Regions from separate parts of the Sus scrofa genome. Here all the other regions are linked to region 1. The links are chromatin contacts, called in public HiChIP or PLAC-seq maps. All regions are on one chromosome and are shown on one strand. Each heading gives the region's core, a stretch centred on a gene start, on an enhancer-like site or on the middle of the called end of the contact. The rest is flanking DNA. Distances are from core to core; before and after follow the strand shown. Region 1 overlaps LOC110255743 (a long non-coding RNA gene). Region 2 overlaps N4BP2L2 (NEDD4-binding protein 2-like 2). Region 3 overlaps N4BP2L1 (NEDD4-binding protein 2-like 1). Region 4 overlaps BRCA2 (breast cancer type 2 susceptibility protein). Region 5 holds the start of BRCA2 (breast cancer type 2 susceptibility protein).

Evidence for each region. HiChIP or PLAC-seq counts read pairs in DNA pulled down with a chosen protein or histone mark.
Region 2: a contact with region 1 is called in an H3K27ac HiChIP or PLAC-seq map of alveolar macrophages. The contact joins two enhancer-like sites. A contact is called at or near these places in 1 of 47 Hi-C or Micro-C datasets (embryonic fibroblasts) and 1 of 2 datasets of contacts at active chromatin or transcription factors (alveolar macrophages).
Region 3: an H3K27ac HiChIP or PLAC-seq map of alveolar macrophages shows a contact between it and region 1. The contact joins two enhancer-like sites. A contact is called at or near these places in 1 of 47 Hi-C or Micro-C datasets (embryonic fibroblasts) and 1 of 2 datasets of contacts at active chromatin or transcription factors (alveolar macrophages).
Region 4: an H3K27ac HiChIP or PLAC-seq map of alveolar macrophages shows a contact between it and region 1. The contact joins two enhancer-like sites. A contact is called at or near these places in 1 of 47 Hi-C or Micro-C datasets (embryonic fibroblasts) and 1 of 2 datasets of contacts at active chromatin or transcription factors (alveolar macrophages).
Region 5: an H3K27ac HiChIP or PLAC-seq map of alveolar macrophages shows a contact between it and region 1. The contact joins the promoter of BRCA2 here to the enhancer-like site in region 1. A contact is called at or near these places in 3 of 5 promoter capture datasets (fetal skeletal muscle and liver), 5 of 47 Hi-C or Micro-C datasets (alveolar macrophages, embryonic fibroblasts, fibroblasts and 2 more) and 2 of 2 datasets of contacts at active chromatin or transcription factors (alveolar macrophages and skeletal muscle).

What each region holds. Positions count from the first base shown.
Region 1 is chr11:8,404,030-8,406,620 of Sscrofa11.1, forward strand. The region is part of intron 1 of LOC110255743 (a long non-coding RNA gene); the gene reads left to right. Among named protein-coding and RNA genes, the nearest start is that of FRY, 110 kb to the right of the region's middle. Within about 2 kb of position 1,307, at least 32 of the 83 cell types and tissues checked have an H3K27ac peak or open chromatin away from gene starts, as enhancers often do. A contact at or near this core is called in alveolar macrophages, liver, retroperitoneal adipose tissue and 2 more, where this site is marked.
Region 2 is chr11:8,901,888-8,904,478 of Sscrofa11.1, forward strand. The region is part of intron 9 of N4BP2L2 (NEDD4-binding protein 2-like 2); the gene reads right to left. Among named protein-coding and RNA genes, the nearest start is that of N4BP2L1, 13 kb to the left of the region's middle. Within about 2 kb of position 1,299, at least 1 of the 83 cell types and tissues checked has an H3K27ac peak or open chromatin away from gene starts, as enhancers often do. A contact at or near this core is called in alveolar macrophages, where this site is marked.
Region 3 is chr11:8,877,495-8,880,085 of Sscrofa11.1, forward strand. All of the region lies in intron 2 of N4BP2L1 (NEDD4-binding protein 2-like 1), which reads right to left. Among named protein-coding and RNA genes, the nearest start is that of N4BP2L1, 11 kb to the right of the region's middle. Within about 2 kb of position 1,282, at least 1 of the 83 cell types and tissues checked has an H3K27ac peak or open chromatin away from gene starts, as enhancers often do. A contact at or near this core is called in alveolar macrophages, where this site is marked.
Region 4 is chr11:8,856,730-8,859,320 of Sscrofa11.1, forward strand. It overlaps BRCA2 (breast cancer type 2 susceptibility protein), which reads left to right. Exons shown (of 37, transcript XM_021065184.1): 37 at 119-1,399. The coding sequence ends at 760. Among named protein-coding and RNA genes, the nearest start is that of N4BP2L1, 32 kb to the right of the region's middle. Within about 2 kb of position 1,277, at least 1 of the 83 cell types and tissues checked has an H3K27ac peak or open chromatin away from gene starts, as enhancers often do. A contact at or near this core is called in alveolar macrophages, where this site is marked.
Region 5 is chr11:8,804,659-8,807,249 of Sscrofa11.1, forward strand. It overlaps BRCA2 (breast cancer type 2 susceptibility protein), which reads left to right and starts at 1,292. Exons shown (of 37, transcript XM_021065184.1): 1 at 1,292-1,448; 2 at 2,145-2,250. The coding sequence starts at 2,184. It overlaps ZAR1L (ZAR1-like protein), which reads right to left and starts at 1,218. Exons shown (of 4, transcript XM_021065181.1): 1 at 1-1,218.

The sequences.
Region 1 (2,591 bases), core at 57-2,556:
ATTCTCTAACACATCGAGTCCGTTCCTACCACAGGGCTTTTGCAAATGCTGTTTCTGGTCGAGAAGCTCCACCTCCCACCTGTGGCTCCTTCTTACCTTTCACATCTCAGCCTGATTCCCGTCCTCAGAGACACTTCCCCACCTCAAATAGTCACCCGGTAGCACGTCACTCGGCTTTAAGGCTCCCCTGTCTTTGCTCCTGTCTGATGTTATCTTGCTTATCTATTTATTAATTATCTGTTTATTAATTTTTACTTTTTAGTCTGTGTGTGGACATACACCCCTATACTGTACGCTCTGAGAGCAGGGGCCTTGGAGGTCTTATTTGCTGTCACAACCTTGGCGCTTGGAGCAGTGTGCTTAGAAGATGCTCAAAACTTGCATTCCGAACAAATAATGAACCCATTCAAGCAACCGCGAAATCTGTTAAAGGGGGAAATGGATGTTTTAAGTCAAGGTCAAGTCTTGGCTGATCGAGCTCAATTCCTAAGGACTAATCAAAAACATAAAATCAAACTTCCTGTTAGTTAGCCAATTCAGTTCTTTTCTCTGCATTTGTGAGCCAGGCTGCCATCAAGAAAAAGCATGACGGCCCTGTAAGTCTAATAGGTTTCTGATTAAATGCATGGAAGAAGAGAATGTGACTGGGACACAGGATTCCCATGACCTATCGTGTCTGGATTCTCATTCTTTTTGATGAGCTTGTGGCCATAAACGTCAAGTCGTTTGGCAGGAAGGGAAAGTCTGGAGTAGTAAGAGCTACTCAAGTGGACGCCCCACGGCTCTCTCCAGTCTTCCTTTTTTTCTGCTCCAAGATGCAATAAAAAGTGCAGCAGACGTGAGCCTAGGAGGGTCTCTGTCGGAACTGACCGTATTGCAGGGCCTCACCTGTGGGGCCAAAGCACCTGTGTGAACCGAAGTCCGTCTCTCCGCTAGGCCACGCCCTTCCCTCAGGGGAGCTCTGTGGCCAAGCCCATTGACCCACTTAGAGATCCAGGGATAAGGAACTTTCTGTTTATTTGCAATTGGGCGCTATTTATGGCATTCTAATCACATGGCACTGGGAAGACTGTAATTACAGAGATTTGTATGAGGAGAGTATAGAACACTCCCTGTTGGACTTATCTTTGGGGATTTAGTACTGAAAGCATTGCAAATAGTTTTATTTAGTATTGAAAATTGTTGCCTATGGCCTCTCGCCAGTTCCCCATTCCTCCTTTCTCATTTCACAATTGTAGAATGCTGCTGGTGTAGTTTTCCTCTGTTTTGAGCCCCACCCTTCCTGTTGCTAAGCAGATGAACTGGATTGCATAAATTGTCAATTACTCAGCTGTGACAGTGAAAAAGACCGGCGGGCAATAGCCAGAAATGGGGACAGCTCCTTCTCGCCTGTGGATGGATTTAGGATTAGATGATAAAGAGTCAAAAGGCAATAGGTGACATTATCATAAGGAAAAGTTGGATTTATAGTTACCAACTGGGACAATTGGGGAAGAGGACAAAATACCTCCTTCCTCTTGTGCTAATTTTCTTTACATATGTATTCAGAAAGACCTGAGCAAGCTCCTCTCCTTTCAGACTATTTCTGGAAGTGAGTTCAGTATTTTCCCCCACTGTAAAAGTAACTTCCTGTCATGACCAAAAGAAAAAAAGCAGAAAAGATGTGGAAGGAAAAACATGAAACATTAATTTTATGTCTTTAAACAAACCCTATTAGCATTTGTGCTTATTTCCTGCAGAGATTTGTATTCATTATATTGGGTTGATTAAATTTGTGTGTTTATTTCTTCATTTATGCCCAGTTATAATTTACATACTTTTATCCTTAGTTTTAGAATATTTATTGAGTAGCAGGTATGAATTTATTTTAGTATTTCAGGTTAGGTTGACTCCCAAATCTGAAGTCACTTCTAAATCTATATGTATTAAAGGAGCATATTTGCATTTCTGACCCCCATTTAAAAAGAGCTGACGTTGCTTCTGGTGATTAAGCTTTCCTCATCTTATTTATTCAACTTCTTTTCAATAAAGCAGGTTTAGTCCTGCAGGTGTCCATCAGACATTCAGCTCTCATCAGGTCACCTATGGCATCCTCTGCAAATTTTCCACAGACCAAGCATTGAATAGGATTATAAAGATTTCCTTTTGGAGCCCTAATGTTTCCTGACTCCACTCACCTGTAAGAGTCTAATACGCACAATGCTACCTCTGGCTCCCCAGAGGGCGGTAAACAGTGTGTGTGGGCATAAATAGCACACCGTCAGGTTGTAAGATCTGGGTATTTGGTTTTCTTTGACGAGCCATTCCCCTCCAGACACATTAGTGGCTTCCCAAAGAGCTCCTTTGCAAATAGCTCTAGAAAAGGCAAATGAGGAACTCAGAAAGGCGTGTTGCCAATAGGACAGCAGAGGGCGCTAGAGTAATGTTGTAATGTGCCTCTGCTTTTCCCTTTGCTCGGCCGTCAGAAAAAGAAAGCTTTTAAAATAATGCACTACCTTGTCTTTGAACACATCGGCTGGAATTTACACAACACAGCTTTATGATGTGAGCCAAACATCTGTTGTTATCATTCTCATCAGCTTTTTCCCAGA
Region 2 (2,591 bases), core at 49-2,548, 500 kb after region 1:
CAACTGCAGTGGCTTGGGTTGCTGTGGAGGCATGGGTTGGATCCCTAGCCTGGCACAGTAAGTTGAAGGATCCAGTGTTGCTGTGGCTGAGATATAGGTCACAGCTGTGGTTCAGATTCAGTTCCTGGCCTGGGAACTTACATATGCTGGGGTGCAGCCATAAAAAAAAACTACCCCAGCCTCTGGCTTGGTGTATTCTATCCCATGCTGCTGGACAATTTTCAACAGGCAGGAGCCCTGATACTTCATTCTTTGTCACTTAATTGCTGCTTCCCTTGTTTACATATTCTTGATGTTGGTTTAGAAAGAACATTAAGGTTGTAAATCAATAATACTTCAATTACAAAATAAATTTAGGTGATCCCACCGTAGCACAGTATGTTAAGGCTCTAGCCTTGTCTCTGCAGCAGCACGGGTTCAATCCCCAGCCAGGTACAGTGGGCTAAGGATCCAGCATTGCCACAGTTGTGGTGTAAGTCGAAGCTGTGGCTTGGATTCGATCCCTGGCCCAGGGAAATTTCATATGCCGCAGATGCGGCCAAAAAAGAAAAAAAAAAAAGATAATTTAAAATGTTTCTTAAAAGAAAAAAGAAAGAACATTAATGAACAGTAAATTACTGAGAAGCAGTTAAGATGGGGCTTCTATAAGAAGAATATTGACGAGAGAACACCAACTTTGATAGTGACTCTCCCTCATGGGTAGGTCTATCTGATTCCAATGAAAGGTCTAGTTGAAATCTAAGAGCAGTCACAGTTATGAAATGCACACTACAGACTAGTCCGACTGACAGACTAGTCTGTTCTCATTCTGAAAACAAACTCCACTGTCTTCACCCAAACGTGAACCACCCTGTTGCAGGGAAAGGAGGAAAAGAAAGGGTTTTTTGTTGCTTTATTTATCGGATTAAATGGTAAAATACTAAGGATTAAAGACTCACTCCAAGCATGGTGACTCTATGGAGTTGAATGCACTTCATGTCTAGCCACTGTCCCTTTAAACAGCTCCCTACTGCACAAGGAAGGAGAGCTCCAATCTATGGAAATGGGGCTCCTAGATATGGTTCATCATAAACGTGTTTCTAGCTCCTTATGCCGCAGGAATTTTAAGGTTCACAATGCTACTTTGAAAACTGGCTTAGGCAAAAAAAACTACATAATGCACACCTACTATGTATTAAGGTTGTTTAACTGCTTTAAAGGTACTAACTTACCTAATCTTCACAATAACCATATGTGGTGAGGCAAATGCTAGTTTTATCCCCATCTCAAAAAATGCAACTGAAACATTTCCCTAGCTACAGCCACCACAGAAAACAGTGTGGCGGTTCCTCAAAAAATTAAAAACAGAACTACCGTATGATTCAGCAATTCTACTTCTGGGAATGTGTCCAAAAGAAATAAAAATATTAACTCAAAAAGATACTTGAAATCAACCACACTTTAATTAAAAAAAATACATATATATATATAGTAATACACACACAAAGATATTTGTACCCAATGTTCATAGAAGCAGTATTTGCAATAGCCAAAGTGTGGAAACAAGTGCCCATCAATGGACAAGTGGATAAAGAAGTTGCGGTATATATTTACAGTGGAATGCTCTTCGGCTGTAAAAAGTGAGGAAATCTGCCATTTGTAACAAAAAGGATGAACCTTCAAGGCATTATCCTAAGTGAATTCGATCAAACAGAAAAAGACAAATACTATATAATCTCACTTACATGTGGAATGTAAAACAAAACAAAAAACTCATAGAAAAAGAGATTACATTTGTGCTTACCAGAGGTGGTAGATGAAGGTAGGGGGAATTTGAGGAATGTAGTCAAAAGGTACAAACTTGCAGTTATTAGATAAGTAAGTGCTAGGGATTTAATATATAACATGATTACTAAAATTAACATGATATACAGGAAACTTGTTAAGAGAGTATATCCTAGGAGTTCTCACCACAGGAAGAGAACTTTATTTTTATTGTATCTATATGAGTTGATGGATGTTAACCTATTGTGCTAATCATTTCACAATGTATGAAATCAAACCATCATGTTATACACCTTAAACTTTTTTTTTTTTTTTTCCTGCAGCACTGTGGCATGTGGAGGTTCCCAGGCTAGGGGTCAAATCAGAGCTGCAGCTGCCAGCCTACACCACAGCCAGAGCAACACAGGATTTGAGCCACATCTTCGAACTACACTGCAGCTTACAGCAACGACAGATCCTTAACCTACTGAGTGAGGCCAGGGACTCAGCCCATATCCTCACAGAAACCATGTCGGGTCCTTACCCTGCTGAGCCACAACAGGAACTCCTTACACCTTAAACTTACACAGTGATCTATATCAATTATTTCTCAATAAAACTGGGGGCGGAGGGGATAAAAAAGAAGTTGCCTAGTATCACATGGCAACTGGCAGAATTCAGACCAAGGCTCACTGGCTCAAGAGTCTATATTCTAACTACTATACAAATTGCCTTTCAACTTAAAAAAGAGAATTTTACAAAAACACTTCTCTCTCCTCCTCCTCTCCAAATTCTCACATGTGCATAAACACAGAGATTCCCAGCTGGCAAGAGTTAAGTCCTTTTCA
Region 3 (2,591 bases), core at 32-2,531, 470 kb after region 1:
AGCAAAGCAAAGCAAAACAAAAAAACAAATCTATCAAATACTCAGGTCTACTATGTGTCAGGCCTTCTTCTAGGGGCTGAATAAAGCTCCTGATCTCAGGGTGCTTGCATCACAACTCATGAAGCTTACTTTCTTATAAAATACATAGATAACAAACAAACAAGTATCTATGAGGTGGCACTAATGCAAGGAAGGGAAGTCAAAGTACAAGCAAAGGATGGAGAATTGCTACTCTCAGTGGCAGAGAAAGCCCCTCAGACCCTGTTCTTCATCATATCCTTAAAAGGAATACTGAAATATCCCAGTTATACAAGCTCACTTCAACAGGACTCCGTAGTAGCTGTGGAAAGTGGATGAAGCTGTGTTCATCCATGAACATCCCTGGTAAGAGAAGACCACTTTGTGCACAATGAAATTCCGAGTCTCAGGATCAAATGCATGATTCTCTGATCTTAACGTTCTCACCTAAAACATAAAAACAATTAGCACCTCCACTGAAAGAGGATTTTATAGTTTGCCTTTTGCTGTGTGATCACATCTCTGAATTTAAGAGAGCTGCAGGTCAAAATAAAAAACCATCTCAGGAGTTCCCATCGTGGTGCGGCAGAAACAAATCTGACTAGGCACCATGAGGTTGTGGGTTTGATCCTGGCCTCACGCAGCAGGTTGAGGATCCGGCGTTGCCATGAGCTGTGGTTTAGGTCGCTGATGCGGCTTGGATCTGGTGTTGCTGTGGCTCTGGCACAGGCTGGCAGCTGTAGCTTTGGTTAGACCTCTAACCTGGGAACCTCCATGTGTTGTGGGTGTGGCCCTAAAAAGCAAATAGCAAAAAAAAAAAAAAAAAAATTTCATTCTTAAAAAACAAAAACCAAACAAACAAACACTCCATGTCAGGATTATTGTAAAAATCCTAAGTAAGCACATATAAAGTGCCTGCACACAGTGGACACTCAGTAATGCGGGCTTTCTTTTCTGTCTCCATACTTCCCTCCCCTTTCCCAGGGTCTTACCTTGATCAAAACAGACAGCCTTCTGCTCAAGCCATGCCTGCAACGCGACTGAGAGTCTTATGAAGGAACAATCAGACATGAGACTAATTTTTCTCTATCATGCTATTTCCTCAATCTTACAAAGCCTAGCTATCTTTAGATAACTTGGAATGATAATAAGTAACCTCTAATTGGGTTACTCTAGAGTCTGAACAGGGCTAGAACACTACCATTGAAAAGAATTCACTGAAACGCCAAAAAGGAACTAAGGCAGCTGGGTCACGTTACAAACGCCCTGTCGTGTGAGCAGATGAGGACGAGACTTTAGACACCCCTGGGAGCTCAGTGTTGACTACACTGTCTCCCTTCGCACACCATAGTCAGGATAAACATGAATGCTTATTTAAAAATCTAAATCTCATCTCTTCCCATGGCCTTAAATGGTTCCACATTAATAAAGAAAAATTAATCCTTGATAATTATCAGAAGAAACATTATCAACATTGACAAATAATAACATGTGGCTTCCTTACACTGACAGTGGAGATTCAGGTAAACTAAGTGCTCATAATGGGGCCTTTACGTGTGTTTTTCATTACCCACCAGATGGACACCAACCTCCTTATGCTTTCACCAGCTCACCCCCAGTCTTTGGCGCAGTTATTCTCCTTTTGGTGCAGAAGAAAAAGCTCTGACTAGAACTAAGGAGAATTTGTCCCTATGAGACTTGACCAAGATGTATGACTTCTTAGAACTTAATGTCTTGGGCTTGGGCTAGAAGAAGTCTCAGGGAACTTCCTGTGTATCTCCTGAGATTTTCTTATGAAAACATTCTTGCTCTTTCATTTCCTCCTCTATTTCTACTGCTTCTCTAATCATAACCACACCCATGACATAACACTGCCCCTGAAAATTCAGCAGGGCCTTCTTCCACTATTCCCACAGCTCCAGGAGCACGGGGATGCTGATTCTCTTGTGCTACTTTTCTAGGAAGTGACTGCAACATACACTGCACCGTGTCTTCTTACACTGTGAACATAACGTGGCATGTCGAGTCCTCATTTATCTCAACCTCCAGAGACAGGCACTGCAAGGACTCTGAGAGATGGGGAAAGGAGGTTCAGGACCTACCTGAGGAAAATCACTAAAAATATAAAAAGTTAGTAGCTTCTCCAAGTAGACCTAAGTGACTAAGAATCTGAGACATCACCTGCCTGATACTCTAATTTCATATACACAAACTTGGAATGCTGCAAACTTTCTATATTGACCTTGCTTTTATTTCTGAGAACCCTGGCCTCATAATTTAAAACACCATGGTCCAGGCCTGCTGGCTCACAGCACGGTGGAACGAGTATGCTCTGAGATCCAATTACTCATACTTAGCTAACCTAACTGATCCCCTCTTCTCGCTGCTTCCCGTATTTCATTCTGCTTGGTTGTAAAGTATACCTTTGTCCCCATTGCTGTCCTATCACTGCATCACATCAGGAAAGCATCTTTCACATCCTTGGAAAACTCTAGGGCCAAGAAATGAAAAGGTATTCCTCTTGATGGAAACTTCCACATCATCCAGAGACATAAATGAGGAAAAAGACAGCT
Region 4 (2,591 bases), core at 27-2,526, 450 kb after region 1:
GAGTAGTGAGAGTGTGGGATATTTGCATGTTTAAATATTTTTTAATGAAAAACTAATTTGATTTTGTCTTATATATCAGTACGTAATTATATAGGCTACTTTAAAATTTTTTTATTAGATGTCTTCTCCCAGTACTGAGATGAATTATCAAAGTCCATTATCACTTTATAAGCCAAAAGGGAAGTCTGTCTCCACACCTGTATCAGCCCAAATGACTTCAAAGTCTTGTTGCAAGGGGGAGAAAGAGATTGAAGACCCAAAAAACTGCAAAAAGAGAAGAGCCTTGGATTTCTTGAGTAGACTGCCTGTACCTCCACCTGTTAGTCCCATTTGTACATTTGTTTCTCCAGCTGCACAGAAGGCATTTCAGCCACCACGGAGTTGTGGCACCAAACATGAAATACCTATAAAGAAAAAACAATTGAATTCTCCTCAGATGACTCCACTTAAAAAATTTAATGACATTTCTCTTTTGGAAGGTGATTCAATAGCTGATGAAGAACTTGCACTAATAAATACCCAAGCTCTTTTGTCTGGTTCAGCAGGAGAAAATCAACTTACATCTATCAGTGAATCCACTAGGACTGTTTCCACTAGTCCAAAAGATTATCCCAGACTGAAAAGGCATCATACTACATCTGTGATCAAAGAACAAGAGAATTCCCCAGCCAGGACTGAAGAACACAAGACTAATACGCAGGACACAAATACAATAAAAAATATATCCAAGAGACTGCAAAGGCAACAAAAACCAAAATGATGATAAATTAGTTATTGACTCAGCCTCTCCAGTTTGTAAAACATACAATTTCCAACTGTACATCAGAATTTACATAATGAGAAAAGAAAGGAAATAGTTCAAAATTCACCTAAAAGCTTGTATATCACAGCAATGATCTCTCCCTGCCTCTACACTCATAATAGTCTTATTTCAATTATGTATCTTAAAACTGTGACTGTATATTTACTAACTCATCAAGAAAAAAATCTCCTTTCCATCTTTAGACAGGATTTGATCATTATAAGTATTATTTTACAAATGAAATAAACATACCTGTTTCTTTTAGAGGTGTGTCCCTATAGTTAAAAGAAACTGGGTTTCTAAGTACTGTTGACTCACGTAATTCCTTTTAGTTTAGTTCCTATTTCAGGTTGTTTTCTTAAGAGGCAACCCACTATGAACCAGTTTTCCTTAATGAATGTGTTGGTTCTGTAGTTTTATCCTGATCAAAAAAGTCAGGATGAGTAAGATACTACAATGGTGTTTTCTTTTGACCAATTCTTCATCCTTAGGTCAGCATGACGATGAGAAAAACAGACCCCTCGCTGTACTTCCTTTTTATGATTCCAATGTGGTTTGTGAAATTAAGTAATTTATTAAAAGTTCAAATATTTTAAATCAGAAGCAGATTTCATAGTGTTTTGTTTTTTAACAAAATGATCATCTGGACTGTAACTTAAGAGAAAATATTTCTTTCAACTTGGCAGTAATTCTACTTGCTTTATTTTTATCCCTATCACAGGATTCAGCAAGTAGTCCTTTTTAAAAATAGTTTTCTCCAACCACCAAAGCAGAAGATAACTGTTCAATTTAAGATCATATTATCATTTGTTACTTTAATAGAGAAAAGAGAGAAAGCAGTTCTAAGAGCTAATAGTATGGAGAAGCTCTTAAATGAGGCCTTTTAATATGCCTTAAATTTATATACAATATCATGCTTTCACATCTCATTATAAACACAATTTGTTTCTTTCCCTAACAGTGACCCATGGTTTTTCTGGCTTCTATAATTAATGTAATAGTCTATTCTGCTATTCTTTCTAACTTAAGTGTTCTGCCAGTCTTATTAATGTGATTTATGTTTTGTTTATAAAGAAATTTGGGAGTTCCTCTGCGGCTTAGTGGTTAATGAACCCGACTAGGATCCATGTGGATGTGGTGCAGTTTCAATCCTTGGCCTTGATCAGTGAGTTAAGGATCCGGCATTGCCGTGAGCTGTGGTGTAGGTCACAGACGTGGCTTGGATCCCGCGTTGCTGGGCCTGTGACGTTGGCCACCAACTGTAGCTCCAATTCGACCCCTAGCCTGGGAACTTCCGTATGCTCAGGTGGAGGCCCTAGCAGCCAAAAAAAAAAAAAAGCAATTTGCTCTTCATATCCAAATCATTTTCTCAGTGATCTACTCTAAAACAGGGAATAAAACTTGCATCTAAAGTAAACAAAAAAAAATTATAAAAATTTAACCTTTAACCTTTGCTTTGATTCTTAGAAAAACGTAAGCTATAACCTCCTTCATTTTTCATTATCATTTAGATTACCCATAATGGAGACATCTAATGCACACATTCCTTTAAAAACTGTAAATAATACAGCCAAGCTATATGAGCAAAAAGTGAAGCTTGATTATATGTAGATATTATCCCCTAAAACTGACAATGTAATGATTACAAAGTCAACAATGTACACTGCATGATAAGAGGTAAATAGTGAAAGCAATTTGTGTTACTTACTCAACAATTACTGGAGAGCCTGTTGTGTACATAAAACCACACCAGCTCTTCAAGTGATGCAGATGTTAATATACGAACCAA
Region 5 (2,591 bases), core at 42-2,541, 400 kb after region 1:
TATATTTGGGAAGGTTGTATGACATACCAACAGTTCTCATTAAAACACTCCAATGAGGACCCTTGCCTCGCCCCCCCCCCCCAAAACAGGGTGTGAGGAGGGAAGCAAATTGTTCTGACCTTGAGGGTAAATACAGATTTAATAGGATAGTTAAGTACCTGAAGTCACACACACACTTGAACTGAAACCCAGTCTTTGTTGACCAGGCAACTTAAACTAAGATGATTCGATTTCCCCATCTGAAAATACCCAGTGATTTATAAATTATTATAAGACTAAGCATGATATTTCTTATAAGGCACAAAGCAGAACAACTCACAGATGTTCACTATGTGGTAGCTGTTATTGGGTAAAGATCAAGCGCCTGTGTTTCTTTGCTATTTAGACCTGGATGATCATAGCTGTGGTACCTATCTGTATTGGTAAGACTTCCTACTACAGCTAAGGATTATCAAACTAAAATGACACCCAAGGAACCAAGCAGAGGCCACCCTTTTTCTAATCCAAGGTTGCTTCCATTGTGCACTGTTAAGAGCCTTCAGGAAGCAGCAAGGCCCATGAGCCGCTCTCACCTCCAGAATCCAGCCGAAGGTTTTCTAGGTAATACTATAAACCTGAATTAAGCCTGGTGCTAAGCATATCTTGCAGGCGGTTGGAGGGAAGTCGGGCACAAAACAGTGCTTGGTACCCTAGGAATGTCAAGGGATATTACGGAAGCCCCCACAGGGAAGTACTTAATGCAGGAGACTTGAGGCGGGTTTTACAATTTTTTAAGCAGGGAAGCGGGTTCAGAGGTTTTGAAAACCAGCTGCCTGTGGACTAGAACTAATGTCCTCTGGCTTTAAACTGCAGCCCCTTCTACCCTAGAGGAGCAGGCAGCCGGGAAAAGGAGTCATCCACAGCCACGGACCACTGTGGGGTTTTCGAACATCTGCCTCTTTGGGGGACGCCCACTCTTAGAACAAAGACTTTTCAAAGACCCCAGGCCCTGTCCGAGGGGGCACCCAAACGTAGATGTAGCGGAGAGAAGGGGAAGAAGTCGGGGAGTATACACGGGACGCGCGGTCCCTCCCAGCAGCGCGGCCTGCTACTCTGAAGGCTCAGAAGAGTAACGCTGGGTACAGACTCTCAGGTAGTTAAACAATGATTGGCTTTGGCCATAAAAGGCAGCGGCTGCGGCGGCCCGGCCCGAGCCTGACTTCCGGGTGGCGCGCACGTTGCGTGCCGCGTCATGGCGTCATCGCGTCACGTGTCCCGAGAGCCGGCTTTTGGCGCGAGCGTCTGAAACCCGGTGGGCGGAGGCGGGGCTGCTGGGGCTCTGCGACCTGGGTGCTGTTTGGGGCTGTGGGTGGCGGCGGAAAGGAGTCTGGGGTCAGATTCCTCATCGAAGTGCCGGCGCGGGTTTTGTCAGCCTACTCTGGCCAAAGAGAGCTGCACCTCTGAAGGCGGTTAGTGTTGGCAGGAGTGGAGACCGGCCAGGCTTCCGCGGTCTCAGGCGGCGGGGAGCGCGTCTCGTGCCCGGGTGGGAGCCGCGGCCTCCGGCCCGGGATGGACCCCGCCAGCCCCTCGCAGGCCGGAGAGGGACCTGCTCTCAGGGCCGGAGGTTCGAGCCCCGCCCCTTCCCGGGAACTCCATTGCCCAGCTGGGGGGGGGCCTCTAGTCCCAGAAGTCCCAATCCGAAATTTCCTTAATTGGAAATAGGATAAAGTTATTTTAGCGGAATCTTGCTCTTTTGGAAAGTGTTTTAAAACCTATGGCACACTGTATCTTAGTCCCCAGGTAATTGCTGTGTTACGAAGATTTACTGATTGGGCATTGCGAAATGGTGTTTATCTCATAGCCCCTGCTAACTGCGCCGCCACTAGCCACACGTGACTAGTTAACTTAAGAGAGATAATACTATTGAAAATTCTGATTTTAAGTCATACTTGACACATTTCAAATGCTTAATGTGGCTAGTGGCTGCCGTATTAGACGGCACAGATATAGAATCTTCCTTCATTGCGTTGAATCTTGTCCCAAAAGTGGGACCAAGTAAATAGACAATGTAATTTTAGGCAAGTTTACCCGCTTCCGATTTTACCTCAGAGTCACTTAACAAGGACTCTATCCTGTGAAGTATATTTTGGTGTTCTCTTTTGCAGACTCATTTACCAAACGTCGGAGGCATATTGTAGATAAAAATGCCGATTGGATGCAAAGAGAGACCAACTTTTTTTGAAATTTTTAAGACGCGATGCAACGAAGCAGGTATTGACAAATTTTATATAAATTGATCAATTACACTAAGAAAAATGTTTTCAGAAAAACATTTAACTGTGCTGCTTGCTGAAAAGAATCCAATACTTCACATTTTTGTTTACACCATAAACTGTGCTTTATATAGAGTCAAATCAGTTAGGAAAATAATCATTTACATTTAACCACATGGTTAAGTGTAGAACCTGTAGTGGACAAAGAGGAGACTGGCCCTTTGATTGGCAGTAGAATTGTTTTTTTTCAGCAGAAAACTTTTAGCCACATCAGACGCATTGGTAACATAGAGCAGAATACTGAGACCAAACTTATTGGTCTCAGTATTCCTTCCACTC